2 separate regions of the Mus musculus genome follow, and region 1 is linked to region 2. Evidence: chromatin contacts called from public promoter capture Hi-C data. All regions are on one chromosome and are shown on one strand. The core of a region is the stretch at or near the end of the contact, and the rest is flanking DNA. Distances in the headings are between cores, read along the strand shown.

The links. Capture Hi-C pulls out chosen DNA fragments and counts their contacts.
Region 1: a promoter capture Hi-C map of adipose tissue shows a contact between it and region 2, with 3 times the contacts expected there. The contact joins the promoter of Igf1r here to the promoter of Asb7 in region 2. A contact is called at or near these places in 1 of 39 promoter capture datasets (pre-B cells), 1 of 484 Hi-C or Micro-C datasets (CD4 T cells), 2 of 115 datasets of contacts at active chromatin or transcription factors (large pre-B cells and pancreatic cancer cells) and 2 of 9 other capture datasets (adipose tissue and liver).

Annotation. Positions count from the first base shown.
Region 1 is chr7:67,950,924-67,953,665 of GRCm38.p6, reverse strand. Igf1r (insulin-like growth factor I receptor) reads right to left here and starts at 1,409. Exons shown (of 21, transcript NM_010513.2): 1 at 714-1,409. The coding sequence starts at 807.
Region 2 is chr7:66,688,084-66,690,901 of GRCm38.p6, reverse strand. Asb7 (ankyrin repeat and SOCS box-containing 7) reads left to right here and starts at 1,341. Exons shown (of 6, transcript NM_080443.2): 1 at 1,341-1,802; 2 at 1,982-2,079. It overlaps Lins1 (lines homolog 1), which reads right to left and starts at 1,013. Exons shown (of 8, transcript NM_152815.2): 1 at 879-1,013.

The DNA of each region.
Region 1 (2,742 bases), core at 160-2,659, 1.3 Mb before region 2:
ATCAAGCCTTGGGGTAGGTGGGTAGACGCCCACAGGCTCCAGAGAAGCGAAAGGCCAAGAACCTGAGGGGGTCGATGGGCCCAACAAGTTGGGTGATAGGAGGCTGCGCCCTGATGTTTGGAAACGTGTCCTGGGGCCGCGAGGCTTCCAACCATCCTGTATCTCCCCCTCAAGAACAACTTACACCCCGCAGGGTAGGAGGCTCCGAATTGCCGCCACGGAGCACTAGGTCTACCCCAGCAACCACCCGTGGAGCCTCCAAGGGTGCTGTCATGGTGAGCTGCGCGGGATGGGCGCTGGGGTGCCAAGTGGAGCGCCCCGGAGGGGGGGGGGCGAGAGTAGCGGGGTTCCCGAGGCCACCCAGACGCCAACTTCCCCACCAAGCGCCTACGCGGGGGCTGCCCCTGACCCGCCAGCGAGAAGGCACTGCCCACCCACCAGGCCGCGTGCGGGACAGCGCTCCCCGGACAGCGAAAGAGAAAGCCCTAAGGCCCTTCCCGCGCGCAGATGCGCTGAGCTAGGGCTCTAGGAGCTCCTGAGTCGTGAACTCTCGGGCCCTGCTCTACTCCGGCCTTCCGAGAGAGCCCCACCCTCCACTCCCGAGCCCCGAAGTCCGACAGCTGCGCCCGTGGCAACTGGGTTTTCCCAAACAGGGCGCAGCCCCTCGGAGGAAAAGTTCCCGCAGTGGCCGCGGGCGGCGGGCAAATACTCACTTTCTCCACTCGTCGGCCAGAGAGAGAGCGCGGCGGAGAGAAACACGAGCCCCCACAGCGAGGTCGGGGACCCTCCTCCGGAGCCAGACTTCATTCCTTTTATTTGGGACGAAATTCCCTTTTCTCAAAAATAGAAAAAAAAAAAAAAAAGAAAAGAAAAAAAGAAAAAAAAAGTCTCCAACTCAGTCCTCACTCTCGTCCAAAAACAAGAGCGCAGGCGACGATCCTCGGAAAGCGGCGTGGACAAGGAGGGTGGCGCGGGGCGGCCCCTCAGCGCCGGCAGCAGCGGCCCACGGGGCGGCGGAGTCGGGAAGCCGGGGCGCGCCGGGGCGGGCTGTCGGCGTCGTCGGCCTCCATTTGCAAACGCAGAGATGCAGAAGAAGGAGGAAAACTGTACAGAAAGAGGAGCAAAGCCCAAATCGCCGCAGGCGAGGACAAACGCCACCCGATCCCCGGAGGGAACGACCACCGGAGCCTACGCGGCGGGAGAGCGCGACGCAGTTGGCGAGACTGGTCCGAAGTCCCGGGCGCGGGCGAGGCCGGCGAGGGGCAGAAATGCGGAGTGGAAATGAATGAGCGGTTCCCCCTCCTCCGGCTCCTCCTCCTCCTCTGGGCTCCGCTCGCCGCCGCCTCCTCCCTCAGCGCCGCCGCCGCGAGCTCCTTCCCAAATCCAGGACACACACAAAGCGGCGGCCGCGCAGCGCTCAGCGCTCCCGCCGCCCCGCGTCGGCCCCCGCCCGCCGCCGACTCCGTGCGCGGGGGCTCCGGCTCGCTGAAGGTCAAAGCCGAGCACGCCGCGTGCCGTGGAGCTCTCGCAGGCACGGGGAGAGGCGTGGAGGGTCCGGAGAGCGGGGCCGAGGGTCTGCGAGCGCCGGGCGCGCCGGGACAGGCTCGCAGGCAGCTTCCCTGTCGCTCGCCTCTCTCGAGTTCGCCCGGTGCGCTCGCTCCTCCTCGGTTCCCCCCCCCCCTCCTTTTTTTTTCCGCTCAGCGGAGTTAATGCTGGTAAACAAGAACCTCAGCCTCACCGCGCCGCCGCCGCCGCCGCCACACACTGGGGGCTCTACGCGCGCGCTCTCGGGGCCGCGCACACGTGCCCGCGCGCACACTCCAAGCGGCTACAGCCGCAGTCCCGGCGCGCCGAGGGCCGGGCCCCGACTCGGCAGGCGCCAAGAGCCGGAGTTCGGGATCGCAGGGACGTGCGGAGCGGAGCGCGGGCGTGGGGAGCCGGGCCCAGGAGGCACCGCCCCCCGCGCCTCCACCCGCGCCGGCCCCCGCGCGCACACTGAGCCACGCGCGCGCCCACGCTTCCGCCCCCACCCGCACTGCGCCGGCCGGCCCTGTCCGCACCCTCCCCTCCCGCAGGACTCCAAAAAACAATGCCCGGGGCGCCGGTGGGACTCGGTGGCCAGGGGGGCGGCGGCAGGGCGGGCGGGCAGCAGAGCGGGCGGGCTGCGGGCGCGGTGGGCGGGGAGTGCGGCCTCGGAGCTTCATTGAAAACAACAACAGCGCGGCTGGAGAGCGCGCTGGCCGACTCCGTGAAAAAGCTTCATTGTTTCTTGCAGCTGTTGCAAAATAAATAAATAAGTGCATGCATGCGGCATTTTTTTCGCAGTGTGGTGGAAAGCCCGGACGCGACGGGAGGGGCACACCTGGGGGAAAGGGGACCCCTGAAGACTGCTACGCAAGGCACTTTCCACGCCAGGCTTGGGCGCCCGTGGCGGCGCTCCTTGGGTGTTCCGGTGCTTGCGCGCAGTCGGGGAGCGGACAGGGTGCGGTCCGCGAGGCTCTATTCTCGAAGCACAGCGATTCCACCGCGGGCCCCCAGCCCTGGAAAGGGAACCCAGACAGGCGGCCCCTCGTGCCCAGGACCCGTCTCCGCGGCGGCCGCCAGAGGGCGCGACCGCAGCCTGGGAGGGCTGGCTCCGGGAATGTCGCCTCCCTCCCTCCGGGGGAGGAAATGTGGGGGCCCCGAGTCGGGGACCGACTCGGCTGGGTCGTGCTAGCCGGGCCTCCCAGCCCCATTCCTCTC
Region 2 (2,818 bases), core at 92-2,591:
CGCAATAGGTTACATCATCCCCAGGAATCCAATTCCCATAACAGCTTTCTCTATTATGTGATCAATGCAAAACATAGAAACGGGAATCATTCTGGCATGACCTATACATTCCTGCAAAATCTGCAGTCTGCCCACACCCCCTAATCTCATTTCCATCTTTCTTCCCCTTACTCAGTCACAGTTCCCCTAAACTTATTAAAGTACCAAAGGCTTTGCACTTCAGATTAACTGCTTGTAAAGGCCTTCCCTCAGATCTTTGTTGGCTAGTTTTTTTTGTCATTCACAGAGCATAAATGTCATTCTCTGGGAGACCTGGCTCACAATCTAAGAGTCTAGCGCATCCTAGTCAAACTGTATTCCATTACTTTGTGGGTTTTTTTTTTTCCCTAATCATTCTGCAGTTTCATCTTCTCTTGTTAAGATAAAAGAAAAAAAAAGAAAGAAAAGAAAGAAAGGAAAGAAAAGTTCACAAAGTCTCCCCAACAACTAGAGTAGTGTCAACCCAGTAGACACTTGCTAAAAGAATCAATGCATTTAAACAATGTATCAATGTGCCCACTCTGCGCCCCCCTCCCCCGGCTCTTTTCATTCACAAGAAACCACTAGGGTCGCTATCCTCGCAGGCAAGCCCTTGAACCAGCCTCGCGATCCCAAAGAGCGTGCTCTCTCGCAGGCTGGGCGAGGCAGCCTGGAAGCTAACCGGGTCTCAGAGACCGACAGATGCACCAAACATCGCCACTCGCTTCCAAGAAGCACCGCAGAGCGACGACGAGTAGGGGCCCTCATCGCCTGCTCTCGGCCCTGTCGCCTCCCCCGTCGCTCAGCCTGCCACGCACGTGTCGCTCCAGCCACCCAGCTCAACCTGGGCTCCTGCTTACCTGGCTGCCATCCCGCCGGGCCACGCAGCCATCGCCCGGCCACTCGTGCCCACAGCTGCCTACTCCAGGCCACCGTACTCCACGGAAGGCCTTGCCGGCCCCTCCCTCAGCAGGCGTAGAAGCCCCATTCGTAGTACAGTGTCTCTTAGCAACCGCTTAGAGTCTCCAGGCTGGGGGTGGAGCCTGGAGAACCGCTGCGGGGAAGCGGAGGGGACGAAGGGAGAGCGACCAATCGGAGACAAGTCCCAGCCTCTATTAGCCCGCCTCCTCTAACTGTCGCGAATCCGCGGGCAGCTTTACGACAGCCAGGGGGTGGGGGCATCTGTGTGAGGAGAAGGAAGCAACCAACCAACCAAGTCGCCCCCACCCCCTACCCCAACCCCCACCCACCGCGGATCTGGTTTACGGCTTGGAGCGCAGGCTCCAGTGCGGCAGCTGATTGGCTGTCGAAGGCTTGGTCCCATCCCAGTGACCCCAAAGTGCTGGAAGGAGGGGGCGGGGGTGGCCCAGTGCAAAGTGCATCCCGAAAGCCCCCTGTCGGGACACCCTGCTGCTGACACTTCGGACCTGGTATGACTTAGGGTCTCTCTGTCCCCAGACCTCTTGAGTCCCTCGGTAGCTGAAAGCCTCCGGCCCGGCGCGCGGCAGACCCTTGGTCTGAGCCCCTGGACCGGGACTGCCCCCCCCCCCCCCCACCCAGCCGGCACTTCCTCCCAGCGCCCCTTCCCGGAGGCTGCTCCGAGGCCAAGACCGCCACCCCCAGCCTGATCGACTATCTGGATGCTCTCTGGGTTGGGGCCGTGAAGCACCCAGGAGGATCAGGAACACGGTGTCCGGCCCTGCCTGGGGTGTTTCTTCAATGGAGAAGTTGGTGAATGTGCAGGAGGCTGAAAGGAGAGAGAGGAGCTGCAACTGAGGACACAGGTAAAGTCAGTTTCTTCCTCCCTTGAGGGGAGGGGGCTGGCTGGGTGGGGGTTGGGGGAGAAGCCCTGCTCTAGCCTGCCTGCCCTTGCCACCCTCCAGCCTTTGCTAAGCTCCCCCATCCTCAGAGCCCTCTCCTCGCCCCTGGATCACTGCACCACTGATCGGTTTCTGTTTTCCAGGTTTGAGCTTGCTGGAGGACACTCGCGAGTAGAAGGGGTCTGGCCACCCACCAGAGGAGCAATAAACAGAGTGCTTTGGACCAGCATCCTCTTGAAAGGTAAAGAGGCAGACCTCCCTTCCCCCATTGTTTACTCCTGGCCCCTACCTCATTAAGTAACGCTTTATTTCCAGGGTGGTTGCCTGGGAATGCAAGCTTTCTTAGATCCTAGTTTCCTAGCAAAACCAGAAGCACTGCCCATGCCTGGTCCTTAACACCCCAGTAACTTCTCTAGCCCAGAAACGTCTTCTGGGACCTGATCAGAGCGTTTCCGTGTTTTGCATTATCTTTTGGTATACTGTGTCATGTACTCTGCTCGGAGGCTTGGAGACCTTTTTGTAGTTCCCCGCCTTACATACTCTCATAGGAATTCTTCAATTCCATGTTAATTGCTTGTTAATTCTGAATGATTCTGCTTTTAATTAAACCACAGTTTACTGTTTTGCCCATGTACATTTTTTTCTCTCTATGCCTCCATCAGGAAAGCTTCAGAGTTACCTAACTGATAATGACTTAGTAGCAGAAGGTGAACAGGAGGACTGAAACTTACAGGTTTTGAAGAAAATAATTGGATTTGGTTTTCCTGGAACAAGTGAATGTGTGTAGCTTAAGAATGGGAACAGTATAGGAACTGTATAAAAGCACTATTAGCCCCGGAAACAAAGTATATAGTTTACTATGGGTGTTCTTGTGTGTTTGTGTGAGAAAAGTGGATGGACACCAGGAGTTGTTATGAAGTGATACATAGTATTTGTTACATCTCTGGTGTTCTAGGTGAACTTATAAAAATTTACAATGT